Linked DNA regions of Mus musculus: regions 1, 2, 3 and 4 are each linked to region 5. The links are chromatin contacts, called in public ChIA-PET, HiChIP or PLAC-seq and promoter capture Hi-C maps. All regions are on one chromosome and are shown on one strand. The core of a region is the stretch at or near the end of the contact, and the rest is flanking DNA. Distances in the headings are between cores, read along the strand shown. Region 1 holds the start of Atad3a (ATPase family, AAA domain containing 3A). Region 2 holds the start of Tmem88b (transmembrane protein 88B). Region 3 has its middle 22 kb from the start of 9430015G10Rik. Region 4 holds the start of Tmem240 (transmembrane protein 240). Region 5 holds the start of Ube2j2 (ubiquitin-conjugating enzyme E2J 2).

Region 1 (2,700 bases), core at 67-2,566, 180 kb before region 5:
AGAATGGAAACATCCTTCAATAAGTATTCATTCAACAAAGCTGACATTTCAGGCTTTTAAAAAATTTTTTATGTATTTGAGTTTTTGCCTGCATATAAGTATGTATATGTCTGGTACCCTTAGAAGCCAGAGGAGTCCTTGGATGCCCTGAAACTGGGGTTACAGAAGGTTTTGAGCTGTCATATAGGTGCACAGAATTGAACACAGGTCCACTACAATAGCAACAAGTGCTCTTAGCCTTTCAGCCATCTCTGCAGCCCCCTGCAGGCTCTTAAAAATATTTCAACTAGCTAGGCATAGTGACACACGCCTCAGGAGGCCGTGGCAGGTGGAGCTGTGATTTCTCTGACAGCCTGGTCTACAGGAGTCTCAGCCAGGGCTGCACAGTCTTTATAAAAACAAGAACAAACAAAGCAAAATAATCAAAAAAATCCACCTTACATTACACTTTGGCACAAACTGTCAACATCAAAACAAAAATGTGTCATTTGTTGGGAAAAGTCCTGGCCTTTGGGATCCATCAATGCTAAAATCTGTCTCAGAGAGGATCAACCTTTACGGACACCCTCACCTCACGTTCCACAGTGGAATGCTATCATCCAATAGTAAACACGACATCTACTCTCTCCTTTTTAAGTGAGAGATTGCTATTAACTACCACAACACAGGATCGCCTGACCTGGCTATGACTTTTGGCCTGCACCACGTGGAGGCAGCTAGAAAGCCCAACAGTAAAGTAGGTAAGGCCAACATTGGCACAGGGTCTCTCCTACGACCTACGTGTTGACAGCTACAAGTGCAAGAGGGTGGCAGGATCGGGGTCTCCCCCAATGCAGGACGGCTATGACCAAATGTCCCATAAGCGGCCATTCAGGTCACCTGAAAGGTACGGCTGCGAACGACCACTGTGCTGCTAAGACGTCAAGAGGACCAAAGTCCTAAGGGCAGCAGCTAGTGCCTCCGAGAGAAACCTCCCATTTCCCAGGGCCTCGGCCCGCCAAGCCCAGCCCGCGCACTCACGCGAGTGCTCCAACTCGCGAGCCGCTTTGGCCGCACGTTCCAGGCCCGTCGGGTCGAAGTTGCTCCATTTGTCCTTGGGCGATGGCCGGTCTCCCGCCCCGCGGTCACCGCCGCCCTCCGCCCCGGGTTGAGCGGGCGGCAAGGGCAGCGGAGGCCCTGTGCCTTCGCCCTTGGGGCCCTTGATGCCGAAGAGCCACGACATGGTCTGCAAGCTCCGCGCGCCCTCGGCGGACCGTACCGGAGCGTGACTCGCGAGGCTCCTCGCAGTCACCACGCGCCGCGGGCGCGACTCACTGCGCAGGCGCGAGCCACACCCCTTCCTTCTGGACGACGGAAACCTAGGAGGGTCAAGACGTTCTCAGCCGCCGGATTGGCCGCTGACATAGGGACGCCAGTGGCGTCGGTGGCACGATTTGCCCAGCTTTCTAAGGAGGCGGAACTGGACAGAGCTCCTGGACCAGGCAAATAGGAGCAAAGTTTTCGAGGTGGGTGTGCCTTCATCCTAGAAAACTTTTTTTTTTTTTTTTTTTTTTTTAAGCAAAGGTGCTATTCCTCTGGGGTCGTTCTGTACCTGTCGCTATAGGCATTTATGGAGACGCCCCAGCCACAGAGCCCACAGACGATCAGAGACACTGGACTCACACCACGGAGGGTCAGAACTCTTCTGCTGTGAATCCTACCCAAAGAACAGAAGAGGAAGGGAAAACCTGAAGGTGCTGTGGGTCTCCCGGAGCTAATTTTTTCCGGACTTGAGATGCCTCAGGTCACTGCAACTAAGGGCGAAGTAATCGGGGTGAGACCTCCAGCCGGGAGGACTAGAGAAGGGGTCCCTGGCGCCCCTCGACCGGCCGGGCACCCCTGCTGTGACCCCACGCTTTCTCGGAGCCGGATTCATGTATATCTGTGGCTGCTTTGAGCGTCTCCAGGCCAGCGGCTCCTACAGCCAAGCGTGCATAAGAATAAGAGAGTTACTTAGGTCAGAGACTTGGGCGCCTCTGACAAACAATCCTGCACCATTCTGCTACGATTGCTCAGGCGGTGTTTTGAGCCCGATCCTCTTTGGTGTTTTGGCAACCCACGGCGGCTATTGGCATGCTGCTGCTTTGCAGTACAAGCCAGAAAGCCAAGCCGACTCCCAGAGCCTGCAGAGGGTACATTACACTCAGGAGCTACTTAGAGTGAGGGCTGGTGCTCCAGGCTTGTGCTTGTTAGCCAGTGAGCGCTCCTTGGGAGCCTGCTGAGCCAGGTGCCTGCTCTGGACCTAGGGTTGACCTAACCTTTGGGCAAGTGGAAGGTAGCATGGACAGTGGCAGTTGTCACTAGGAACCCACATTTACCAAAGTCAGCGTCTTGGGTCCAGGCATCTTTCATAAAACCGGTTGAGTTCACAGAATTGTTTGGACTGTTTTTTAACACTGGACAAAAGGCAATTTTAAATGATAAAAAAGGAAGTTGAAGGTATGTTATTAGTCGTATTTATTTTTTATAAAACTTTAATTTTTTAAAATCTTACTATTAATGATAGTTCTTGAGTGCTGTAACCTTCCTTATAGCCCACCACCCATCAGAGATAGTGGAAAAAGGATATGGGGGAGGTAGACCTGTTTAGAAATGGTTCTTTGGAACAACTCCTGTCTATGTTGTCTGAAAATCAACAGTTCATTTCCCAGGTTAACAGCA
Region 2 (2,700 bases), core at 110-2,609, 160 kb before region 5:
GCCGGATGAACCTGTGGACAGTGGAGGCGTGCAGTCAGGCGGGGAGGCCCCAGAGCAGCGCAGGGGTGAGGGAGGTCCTGGGCCCCGAGCTCAGGGCAGAGTCCAGAAAGAAAAGCGTAAGGCTGGGAGGCCTGCCTGGAGGTGGAGCCTGGACAGAAATGCGAGAACAGAACCAAGAGTGTGTGTTCGGGGATTCCTTAAGGAAAGGCCAGAGAACCTCCCTGGCTCTCCCAACCCAGTTTTCCTGTCCCCATATGAGCTTCCTTCCATGCCCCTTACCTGTTGACAGCTGATATGGCTCCATCTGGACTGTCACCCAGCTAGCATCGTTTCTCTCTATCAGCTTCAGAAAGGGGATATAGGGGTCGTCTATGTATAGGTCAAGCCTTAGATGAGCGGAAGCCTAACCAAGGTCAAGAGGGTTCAGGGAAGGGCTGTGGGGGGGAGGAGGTGGGGGGGAGGAGGTGGGGGGGAGGAGTATGAGGAGTGGAGAAGCACTGAGGACGGGTGAATCTGACAATTTCTTTTCCTATCTCCACATCAACCTCACTGACCAGGCCCTAGTACCTCCTGGTACAAAGCTAAGAGGCCTGGGGGGGGGGGGCGGGGGGGGGGAAGCAAGACAGCTGTTCACCGAGTAACAAAGAGACTTTCTTTGACTGCAGCTGGCAGGGATGTTGGCATAACAGGAGGATGCATATATCTCTGGTTACAAAGGGGCAAGGCTAGAAGGGGGTAGATTCACCTTCAACCCCAAGGACTTGAACCTCCACAGAACTCTCACTTCCCCACTTCCCGGGGACTAACCAATGGCTACTGCTCACCCTTGAGTGACACAGGAATCCCAGGTAGACAACGGCAGCTGCTGGTAGCAACACCAGCAGGAAGACTGTTCCAGGTAGCAGCAGATGAAGCAGGAACCCAACTAGAGCCCGGCCAGACAGCACCAGGGTCCCGAGGCCTCGGGTGGCCAGGATAGGAGCCAGGACTGAGATGTGGTAATCAGTAGGCCTTCTTCGGGGTAGCATGGGTGCTGTGTCTGAGGCAACGCCTTCATCCTCTTCTGTCTCCCTTTCCTGCTCACTCATGTCGTGCCGCGGGGCTTGAAGGATGTTCCCCCAAGATCACAGTGGTAGGCAGCAGGCCTAATCCCCCTCCTCCAACCACCCTAGGCCCAGACTAGAGAGCCTTTTACCCTCCCCAGATTCAGTTCACATCTAGATCCTCGCCATCAGAGAGTAGACTCTCATCCAGTTTAATCTAGCACTGAATATCAGTCTCCAGGGCTACACCTCTGCCACAGTTTCCCCTGCTACCTTGTTGGGCCTCTTTACCAGGCAAAGGCAGGCAGCGCCTATGTGCTCGGCTCAGGTCTTACAGAGCTCTTCCCATCTGAGCACTGGGGCCCTCCTTTCTCTCAGCCCATCTCCCAGTTCTCCCAAACAATGGCTTCATTTCACAGATCTTGGCGATGACAGAAGCTCTATCAATAGCTGCCATTTAGGGACGAACTATTAACTCATTTCCCAGTACTAGCCCCTGCACTTCCCCTTATCTGACACCAGGTGACTTCATGTTGTGGAGTGATTCACAGCATGACAGGGTTGTACAGTTAGTAGTGCTTAAGGTAGTACCCGGCACAGAGTGGATACCTAATTAACAGCAGTTGCAGTTGCTCTGTACTAAATCCAATCAATCATGGAAGTATACAACAAGCCTTTCAGATGATGGGAGCATATAGTCCACTGAAAACTCCAGCCCTCTTCTGGTCTTCATAGGCACTAGGGATGCTTGTAGTGCACATACATACATACATACATACATACATACATACATTTGGGCAAAATGTTCATACCCATAAAGTAAAATAAATACATCCAAAAAATTTTAAGTGTTGTAAATTATCTCCTTACTAAGCACACATTCTTGTAATTTACACACACACACACACACACACACACACACACACACACACACACACACATATCCTCTTCCACTATGGCTAGACAAGGCAGCCCAGTTAGGGGAACAGGATCTACAGGCAGGGAACAGAGTCAGGTAAGCCCCAGCTCTGGTTGTCAGAGAACTCCCATAACAAACCACAACCACCAGCAACCAGCCAACAACCCACCGCACCTCTCAAGGCCCTAACATTTCTATACTCTGTGAAAAGTCCCCAGAATTACAAACATCACACAATCACAGAAATTATCCGCACCTGGCAAAATCACACCTGTTAGAGAACAAGACAAATGATAGCCATCTCCTGTGCACAGTCCAAAGCAGCTCCATATCCCTATGCCTAGAATCAAAATGAAAACACTACCTTATAATATTTCTGTGTTTTTCAAGGAAACCAAAACTCCAAAATTGTCAGTACAGGTTGTGAGTCACCTTGTAGGTGCTGAGAATCTAGCCATGGTCTTCTGTAAGAGTAACAAGTGTTCCTAACTGCTGAGCCATTTCTCTAGGCTCTGACATTTATTTTTGTTTTTGTTTTGTTTTGTTTTGTTTTGTTTTTTTGAAACAGGGTTTCTCTATATAGCCCTGTCTGTCCTGGAACTCACTTTGTAGACCAGGCTGGCCTCAAACTCAGAAATCCACCTGCCTCTGCCTCCCAAGTGCTGGGATTAAAGGCATGTGCCACCACTGCCCGGCCTATATTTCTGTTTTTTAAAGGAACGAATATTCTCACTACAC
Region 3 (2,700 bases), core at 163-2,662, 140 kb after region 5:
GAGACATCTAAATAGGCTCAAGTTCCTTGAATTTTAAAGATTTGGATAGGTGTGGTATGCACTAACATAAGTTAATTACTAGATACTACCATGAATTCTATTTTTTTCTAATTAGTTATTGCTGATGTTGAAAATACTATCTAATTTTGTTGATGTTGTGTTTTTTTTCTATTAAAAATTGAGGTAAGTCAGGAGATGGTGGTGCACATCTTTAAGCCCAGAACTAGAGAGGCAAAGACAGGTCATTCTCTGAGTTTGAAGCTACCCTGGTCTACAGAGTGAGTTCCAACCCTATCTTTCTTTTGTTTTTGTTTTTTTCGAGACAAAGTTTCTCTGTATAGTCCTGGCTGTCCTGGAACTCACTTTGTAGACCAGGCTGGCCTCAAACTCAGAAATCTGCCTGCCTCTGCCTCCCGAGTGCTGGGATTAAAGGTGTGTGCCACCATGCCCGGCTTGAGAAACCCATTTTGAAAAACCAAAAAAGAAGGAAGAGGAGGAGGAGGAGGAGGAGGAGGAGGAGGAGGAGGAGGAGGAGGAGGAAAGGGAGAAGGGAGAAGAAGGGAGAAGGGAAAAGAAGAAGGGAAAAGAAGAGAGAAGAAGAAGGGAGAAGAAGGGAGAAGGGAGAAAGGGAGAAGGGAGGGAGAAGGGAGCAGGAGGAGGAGGAGGAGGAGAAGAAGAAAAAGAAAGAAAGAAAGAAAGAAAGAAAGAAAGAAAGAAAGAAAGAAAGAAAGAAAGAAAAGTTGGATGTGGTGGCACAAGCCTGTAATCCCTGCATTTGAAAGGCTGAAGCCAAGAATTAAAAAATCTAACACCAGCCTGGGATACAGCCTGACTCAAAAAAAGAAATGAATTTTTAAAAAGAAGAGGTGAAATTTACTCTAAACTAACCATTTAAAAGTGTGTGCCTTGATGTTTACCAGCCTGGGAAACACCATTTCACCTGTCATTAGAATGTTATTGTGTTTGTACTTCCTGGAGACTTTGTACTTCCTTGGTCTAGCTCCCATCTGCTTTCTATTTCTATAGATTTACCTGTCCTCGACATTTTATGTAAATGGAATCACATACTATGAAACTGCTTCTTCTTTTCTCTTCTTCCTCCTCTGAGAGAGAGAGTAGGGGGAGGGGGACGGGAGGGAAAGAGGAAGAGAGGGAGAGTCTCGCTACAGAGGCTTGGCTGGCCTGGAGTTCCCTATGTAAACCAGGTTGGGTCTTAAACATACAGAGCGTGTCTCTGACTCCAGAAGGCGGGGATTAAAGGTGCCTGCTATCATTCCCAACAGTATGTTTGGCTTCCTTAATAATGTTGATTTTTTTTTTAAATCATGGTAAAGAATAACAAAATGTACAATTTAAACTATTTTAAAACAGATATTTTAAGACAGCATTAAGCATACTCACCTCTTATGCAATCATTACTGCATAAGAGCACCCCCCACACTGAATATTGCTCCAGAGACAGCATGCCTATAGATCATAAGGTTTGACATTTTTTGTGTTGGGCCCATTTCATTTTACATGATATTTTCAAGGTAATATTGTTGATTTTTGTAGATTTGTCCTATTTTAATTGTTGCTGGGCTTTGTTTGGTTTTGGTGATTAATATTGAATCTGGGACCTTGCATGTGCCAAGCACGTGCTTGTAAGCGCACTACTAACCATGTAGATTTGTCTTCTATTCGGCAACCTTTATATAATTGCTTCCTCATCAACTATATGGTTTTTCTAGAAAAAGGAGTCGGTCTTATAACCATCTCTTGTGTTTTCCTTGCTTGTTGTGTGGGCAGCAGCACCCAATGCTGTGTTGAGCAGCAGCTGCTGATGTATGTGGGAACACTGGACCCAAACCTTCAAGAGAATACACTAACTTTGGTGTCAATTTATGTGTGCTATGGGGCTTAGCTGGTAAACTTTACCACGTCAGTATGCTTTTCTTCTATCCCTGGTTTACTTAAGTTAGATTTCTGTCCTCCTCCACCTCCTCCTTTTCTGGACAGGATCTCATGTAGCACATTTTGACACTGAACTCCTTGTTAATCCTCTCCCCATCTTCAGATTGCTGAGATCATAGTCTGTTATTATGTCTGGTTTCTGTGATGCTGGGGATAAAATCCAGGGCTTCATGTGGACTAGGTAGCACTCTACCTGTTGATTTCACACCCTAATCTGGTTCAAAATTATTCAAAACTTTTTTTAAAAGTTTTTCTTTATTTTTAATTGTGTCTGTGTTGGTATGTACGTATGCATGCTGGTGCCCTCAAGAGTATGTGCATGCGAATGCTGGGGCTGCCAGAAGCCAGAGGAATTGGATGCCCCAGGAGGTGAAGTTATAGGCAGTTGTGAGTTGCTCAGTGTAGGTGCTAGGAATCAAAAATTGATCCTCTACAAAAAGCAGTACATACGTTTAACCACGGAGCCATTTCTCTAGTCCCTAGTTAAAGCCCTTTCTGCATCAGCTGAGGTAATCACATTTCCTCCACTAAGTTACTGAGACATTCTTTTACTCCTAGCACACAATCCACCTGCTCATAGTATTTATAGTTTTACACATTGATGATCTAAACTCTTGAGCAACTTTCTTGCAGTCCAAAGGGGTGCAGCAGGTAGCTTGGTCCTTCTTGATATCAATTATCATGAAGCACTAGGAACTGAAGTGTAGACTACCTGGTGACAATGGAAGTTACCATTTGTGAGATAAG
Region 4 (2,700 bases), core at 68-2,567, 210 kb before region 5:
GGACATGGAGAATGAAATCGACGAGCTGCTGCAGGAGTTCGAGGAGAAGAGTGGCCGGGCCTTTCTGCATACTGTCTGCTTCTACTGAGCCTCCTGTGCTCGGTGCATGGCCTGCCCTGCACAGCCACCTTTGTTGAAGCCACTTTTTCAGTGTGTTTTCCTTTCAGATATTTGTTTTTACTGCTAGGTGTACATCATCAATGTACTGTACATATGGAATGAGACGTACGCAGAAATGCCAGATTCAAATCCATTGTTTTTAACCAAAAGAAATAAAGATGGTTTACTCTACAGCCTACAGCAAGTGTCTGTTGTTGGCCCTTTTCTCTCCACTGCTGAATTGTACAGAAACCTAAATAAAGCAACAGGCTGTCTTATTAAGGGGAAAAAAAACCTTGGAATTGCCACAAAATAGGTGCTGCTAGAAGTCTTTGGTTTGTCCTGAATTCCTGGCCTGACTCCCTGCTGAGGAAGAGACTACTCGGCCATTGAGTCCAACCCTGTGATAAACCTGAGAGCACCCTTCTGAGAAGTAGGGCCGGACCCTGGTGCCTTAACAGCTCAGGGCCTGTGTGAGCTGATATAACTGAACTCCTGTTGGAACCTTCAGATACAGTGGGGTCTGGACTTGGGGGGCTGGAGGTCAGCTGTCCTCTTCCTGCTTTCCAACACAGGGCAGGGTTGGTTCTTCTGTTGTCAGCTCTGTGGCCAGCACAGGGCTTGGGACTCAATCCCAGCATGACCGGCAGCCACAAGAGGATCATAGACGCTGGCAGCTGTTCCAGCACCCCTTCCTCCTCAGAAATCGCCTAGTCTTTCCCACAACTGCCACGATCTTTATGGCATACTTGGCCCATTCCGCATCGCATCCGTATCGCCTACCCTCCTGCCCTCCTACCTCTGCTCATGTAGTCATTAGTCCCTGGTTCCTCTGACTTTCCAGGCCCCTCCTCTGATGGCACTTTCTTGCTGGAGGAGGCGGGTGCTGACACTTCCTGTCCCTCTCTGGAACCCGGAGAACCAGAAGGAGGGGCCTTACTTGGGGAAGTAGAGCAGAAACGACCACCTGGTCCAGGCCAAGGCCCAGTCCAGCGCGGCACTGGGCAGGGAGACCGGAGCCAAGGCTGATGACATGGGGCACAATGTGGAGCCGAGGCCGGAGGGGAGGGGTCTCGGGCTGCGTCACAGGGACAGGAGTGGAGAACCTCGCCCCTGGATGCTGGCGCGGGGCGGCGAAGTCCCTCCCCGGAGGCGGAGGCAGGAGGAGGAGGGAGGAGATAGTGAAGAAGAAAAGGAGGGAGGGAGAAGCCTGGAGGAGGGAAGAGGGAGGAGGGAGGGGGCCGCCGCGCAGACCGCAGGGAGCCGGGCGCAGGGAGCACCGGAGGGCGGAGCGGAGGGCTGCCAGCAACGGGCGACAGGCGAGCGACCCCACGTCAGCCCCCACATCTCGGCTGCCTGTGCCCGCGCCTGCCCCCGGGGTCCGCGGCGGCCCGGCGCGCGAGCGCTGACCTCTGCGGAGGCGGCGCGGGCTAAGCATCGGGCCGGGGCCGGGAGGGGCACCGGGGCCGGGGGGCGGCGCTCCGGCCCGGCCCGGCCCCGCCCGATGTCCATGAGTGCGAACACCATGATCTTCATGATTCTGGGGGCGTCGATCGTGATGGTGAGCGGAGGGGCTTCCCGCGCGCGCCCCCTGCTTCTGCCGCCCGCCCGCGCGCGCGCCTACCCCACCTCGCTTCCTTGTTTACCGGCCCGTGCGGCCTGCGCTGCCCTCGCTGCGATCTTGCGCTGCCCTCGCCCTGGTTGCCCTGCGTTTCCCCACCCACCCACCCACCCCTGCAGTCTAGTACTCCCCCTTGGCACCCCTTTCGGCCCGGCCCACTCCTCGCCCTGACCGGTCATGGGCTCTTCCAGGCCATCGCGTGCTTGATGGACATGAACGCGCTGCTGGACCGATTCCATAACTACATCCTCCCGCACCTGCGGGGCGAGGACCGCGTCTGCCACTGCAACTGTGGCCGGTGAGTGCGCCCCGGCTCTAGGCACTACACGCGTGATCACACTTGTGCAGCGGGCCCCACTTGGCCGGTGAGCCCGGAGCAGGCTGGGCCGCAGAGCCTGGCTGGATGATGGGGGCCGCTTCTGCCCGCCAGGTGCTGGGGGAGGGGTGGCTAACGGGAACCCTAGGTCAGCCAGCCGCTCCCTGGGAAAGGAAGCATGACTGAGTCTGTTAGGAACTCCTTCCTCCAGTTCCTTTAGAGAAAAGGCTGCCTGGTGGTGGCATTATGGGCCAAGGAGCCTCCTGGTCCAGGGCCCGGAGGCCTGAGAGCAGCATCCTTGAGTAGTGTCCACAGTGGAAGCCAGGAAGCTGGTTAAGCCTGGGGCAGTAGTCTTGCCTCCGACCCAAGTCTTCCTCCTGGGCCTACTGTGGCCATGGCAGGCAAGAGCAGGAGGTCAAGATAGGAAGGGCCTACCTTGAGGAACACCTGCCACAACTGATGACTATTGTGCAGGGGAGGAGCTGAAGTAGCTACGCTGGGGTTTGCTCAAGGTCACAATGAGACCCACCACACCCTTCAGGGACCTCCCCTTCTGTGCATGTGTAGTGATGAAGTCTTCTGGCCTTGCATGTTTGTATGTCCATGTATGAAATAAACATCTTCTCATGAGCCGCGCATGTGTGTACTGTCTGTGCATATACAT
Region 5 (2,700 bases), core at 117-2,616:
CAAATTGACTTGCTAAAGATGCCTTTTTTTTTTTTTTTCCAAGACAGGGTTTCTCTGTGTAGCCCTGGCTGTCCTGGAACTCACCTTGTAGACTGAACTCAGAAATCCGCCTGCCTCTGCCTTCCCAGTGCTGGGATCAAAGGCATGCGCCACCACCGCCCGGGTCTAAAAATGCCTGTTGTGTAACAATATATAGGCTTTGCAATGTGGATTCTGGATTCAGTCCTGCAAAGGCTGAGCCTCCTGCTGCTAAGAATCCTTAATTCATCCTGCAGTGTCTCTCTTCCAGTGTGTTGTAACCCGGAATACTGACACCTACCACATCTGACTTGGCTTTCTGGAACCTGTACACAGAGTTCACAGGCAAATGAAGGGAAGGTGCTGGGTCAAGGACGCAGGGTGTGTGTGTGTGTGTGTGTGTGTGTGTGTGTGTGTGTGTGTGTGTGTGATGTTATCTCACCAACATAAGAACAAACTTTAGCATTCGATTCTAGGAATGCAACAGTGAGGCAGCAGTGTGTGCAGGGAGAGCTGGAGAAGTCTGGATCTCTATCAGCCTCCTCAGCCCAGATTCTCCAGCTGTCAGGGCCCAAACTAGTATTTAGAACATCCCTACTGGCAGCCTCCTGTCTCAGCACCAGCCAGATAGTCTGGCCAAAAGACCAAGCTGTACCGCCTCCCCTCCCCAGGGCCAGGAAGGAGGCGGAGGGAGAGGGGAAACCCGTCTTAGAGCAATGTCCTCGAGCATAAAGATGGTATTCAAGAACTGATTGGGAAACTTGGTGCGGAAACACAGGGACTCTTTTTATGAGGACGGCTGTTCCCGGGGCTGGGGGTCTGCCGCGGGCTTGGAGTGCGGGATACGCCTATGCCCATCATTGGCTCCGTACACGGGGATCTTCGTGGCTATAGGGGCAGCGAGGGAGAACTGAGTGAACCTCCAGCTCGGAATTTAACTGTGTTTAGAGCAGACAAGAGTGCATCCTGGGCCAGAAGGTGGCCGGTGGCCCTAATTCGTTGTGAACTCATGGGTCATCTTTTCTCTGGGGCTGGCCTCCCTGACTGGCCCTGATTTGGGGTCGGGAGCACTGCGGGATTTCTGCAGCCACTTACTGGTTCCTGGAGTGCCGGCCAGACAGTACGAAGTCTTGGGAGTGTCTAGCCCAGTTTCCCGACACAGGAGCCACAACCCCCTCCCCCGAGCTATTCTCTAGTGCGCACGCGTCAGCAACCCTTTGCGCAGTAGCCGGACACAACCATTAGCCAAAAACCCGAGACTGACCTGAGCCAGCTAGGAACTGACAGTGGAGCCTCCACCAAGCTGCCTAGCGGAGCGCTTCCACCCGCGGACAGCGCACCGGAAGCGGAAGCGGAAGCGGGCCTAGGCCGTCCCCGGAGCGGCCATCTTGGAGGCTGAGCGGCGGTAGCGGCGGCGAGGCTGCTTGCGGCGGGTGCGGTGGGCCGAGTCCCAGCGCGGGTGCGGCTCACGGCGCGGGCCCCACTCTTCCGCACCCTGCTCTGGCCTCGACCACGGCGAACCTGAACGCGGCCGCGGCCTCAGGGAGAGGTGAGCGCTCGCGGGCTGCGCGGGGCCTCGGGCCGCTCGTTCGCCCCGCCGGAGCCGGCTGCAGCGGCGGGCGGGGACGCGGGGACGCCACACGTCGGGTCCCGTTGGTTACGTCGCCGGCTGTGCCCGGACCCGAGGTCGGTTACTGAGGGCGCTCGGGGTTCCTGTCGGGGGCGGGTTAGGGGTTTTGTTTGCCGCGCGGCGGATTCTCTCACGGACGCTCGGAAGACTCCGAGGAGGAGCCAGGTTTGATCTTTAAAAAAACGTATCCCGTGAGTTTGTTGTGGGGTGGTAGCCGTTGAGTGGCCCCCTTTCATCGCGATCAGTTAGAACCCCAGGCTGCTTAATAGACCCCAACAGGGGCGAGCGTGTCCGCGGTTACGCCCTTGAGGGTAATGCAACAAAACCTTGGGCAGTAAGAGTGGGGCTTGGGCCCGTTTCGGGGGTCGGGGTGAGGACGGCCGATGCTTATTCTCCACCTCTGCTAACTGCGGACTCTCAGCCAGTGACCTCACTTCCTTCTTAGTGGACATCATCACTTAGCTGTGTGTTTAACCTCAGTCAAGCTCTCAACGTCATCAGATCCAGATAGACCAGGAAGAGAAAAGAGCAGAGTTCACTGTAAGCTAACAAGTGCATAAGAATGTACCTTTCTGCAAGTAGTGATACAGGGCTTTATTCATGGCCAGGTGTGTGTAATGGGGGGGGAAAAAGGATTTTAGGATTGTATTTCATTATAAAGTCCCGCGTATGATCTTCAGCCGGAGATAGGTCTAGGTTCCTAGAACTTGGAGTCAGTCCTCTGCAACATCATTGTCTTCCTGTACTCGGCGTCAGTTCAGTTCTCGGTGTGTGTGAGAAAGTGGTGCTAAGGCTGTTTATTGTGAGCTTCTGGCTTCCTTCAGCCCGTGGAGTAATCCTGGAGAAGGTAAAACTCCCTGAAAATCCTGGCCTTGGGTGTGTCATGTGCCCTTCTGACCATCTGTCAGGCCAAGGTCTTAATTCCCCACCGTCACCTAACCTGTGTGGAGTGTTGTGGGAGAGAGATGTCCAAAAGGAAAAAGAACTACCACCTTGGCACGGTGATGAGGGACTGACAAGAGACTCTTCTGCTGCCAGTGAGTGGCTGCTTC

The links. ChIA-PET counts read pairs in DNA pulled down with a chosen protein or histone mark. HiChIP or PLAC-seq counts read pairs in DNA pulled down with a chosen protein or histone mark. Capture Hi-C pulls out chosen DNA fragments and counts their contacts.
Region 1: a contact with region 5 is called in an RNA polymerase II ChIA-PET map of effector CD8 T cells, with 19 read pairs. The contact joins the promoter of Atad3a here to the promoter of Ube2j2 in region 5. A contact is called at or near these places in 1 of 484 Hi-C or Micro-C datasets (liver), 3 of 115 datasets of contacts at active chromatin or transcription factors (effector CD8 T cells, embryonic stem cells and memory CD8 T cells) and 2 of 9 other capture datasets (adipose tissue and pancreatic islet).
Region 2: a promoter capture Hi-C map of adipose tissue shows a contact between it and region 5. The contact joins the promoter of Tmem88b here to the promoter of Ube2j2 in region 5. A contact is called at or near these places in 3 of 115 datasets of contacts at active chromatin or transcription factors (effector CD8 T cells, embryonic stem cells and memory CD8 T cells) and 1 of 9 other capture datasets (adipose tissue).
Region 3: an H3K4me3 HiChIP or PLAC-seq map of the 230-238 cell line shows a contact between it and region 5, with 17 read pairs. The contact joins the enhancer-like site here to the promoter of Ube2j2 in region 5. A contact is called at or near these places in 1 of 39 promoter capture datasets (frontonasal cranial neural crest), 4 of 484 Hi-C or Micro-C datasets (brain, cumulus cells, embryonic stem cells and 1 more), 12 of 115 datasets of contacts at active chromatin or transcription factors (the 230-238 cell line, the SCID.adh cell line, bone marrow-derived macrophages and 5 more) and 2 of 9 other capture datasets (liver and pancreatic islet).
Region 4: an RNA polymerase II ChIA-PET map of effector CD8 T cells shows a contact between it and region 5, with 11 read pairs. The contact joins the promoter of Tmem240 here to the promoter of Ube2j2 in region 5. A contact is called at or near these places in 4 of 39 promoter capture datasets (cranial neural crest, liver, maxillary cranial neural crest and 1 more) and 3 of 115 datasets of contacts at active chromatin or transcription factors (the 230-238 cell line, effector CD8 T cells and memory CD8 T cells).

What each region holds. Positions count from the first base shown.
Region 1 is chr4:155,759,782-155,762,481 of GRCm38.p6, forward strand. It overlaps Atad3a (ATPase family, AAA domain containing 3A), which reads right to left and starts at 1,317. Exons shown (of 16, transcript NM_179203.3): 1 at 1,021-1,317. The coding sequence starts at 1,222. Atad3aos (ATPase family, AAA domain containing 3A, opposite strand) reads left to right here and starts at 1,411. Exons shown (of 3, transcript NR_027972.1): 1 at 1,411-1,505; 2 at 1,604-1,996.
Region 2 is chr4:155,784,515-155,787,214 of GRCm38.p6, forward strand. It overlaps Tmem88b (transmembrane protein 88B), which reads right to left and starts at 1,360. Exons shown (of 2, transcript NM_001033394.3): 1 at 825-1,360; 2 at 1-11. The coding sequence starts at 1,088.
Region 3 is chr4:156,086,454-156,089,153 of GRCm38.p6, forward strand. No RefSeq gene overlaps it. Among named protein-coding and RNA genes, the nearest start is that of 9430015G10Rik, 22 kb to the right of the region's middle. Within about 2 kb of position 1,413, at least 36 of the 459 cell types and tissues checked have an H3K27ac peak or open chromatin away from gene starts, as enhancers often do. A contact at or near this core is called in the 230-238 cell line and bone marrow-derived macrophages, where this site is marked.
Region 4 is chr4:155,733,487-155,736,186 of GRCm38.p6, forward strand. Tmem240 (transmembrane protein 240) reads left to right here and starts at 1,318. Exons shown (of 4, transcript NM_001101506.1): 1 at 1,318-1,660; 2 at 1,912-2,018. The coding sequence starts at 1,604. Ssu72 (Ssu72 RNA polymerase II CTD phosphatase homolog (yeast)) reads left to right here. Exons shown (of 5, transcript NM_026899.3): 5 at 1-393. The coding sequence ends at 88. It overlaps 1500002C15Rik (a long non-coding RNA gene), which reads right to left and starts at 956. Exons shown (of 2, transcript XR_001784583.2): 1 at 899-956.
Region 5 is chr4:155,942,447-155,945,146 of GRCm38.p6, forward strand. It overlaps Ube2j2 (ubiquitin-conjugating enzyme E2J 2), which reads left to right and starts at 1,367. Exons shown (of 8, transcript NM_021402.6): 1 at 1,367-1,704.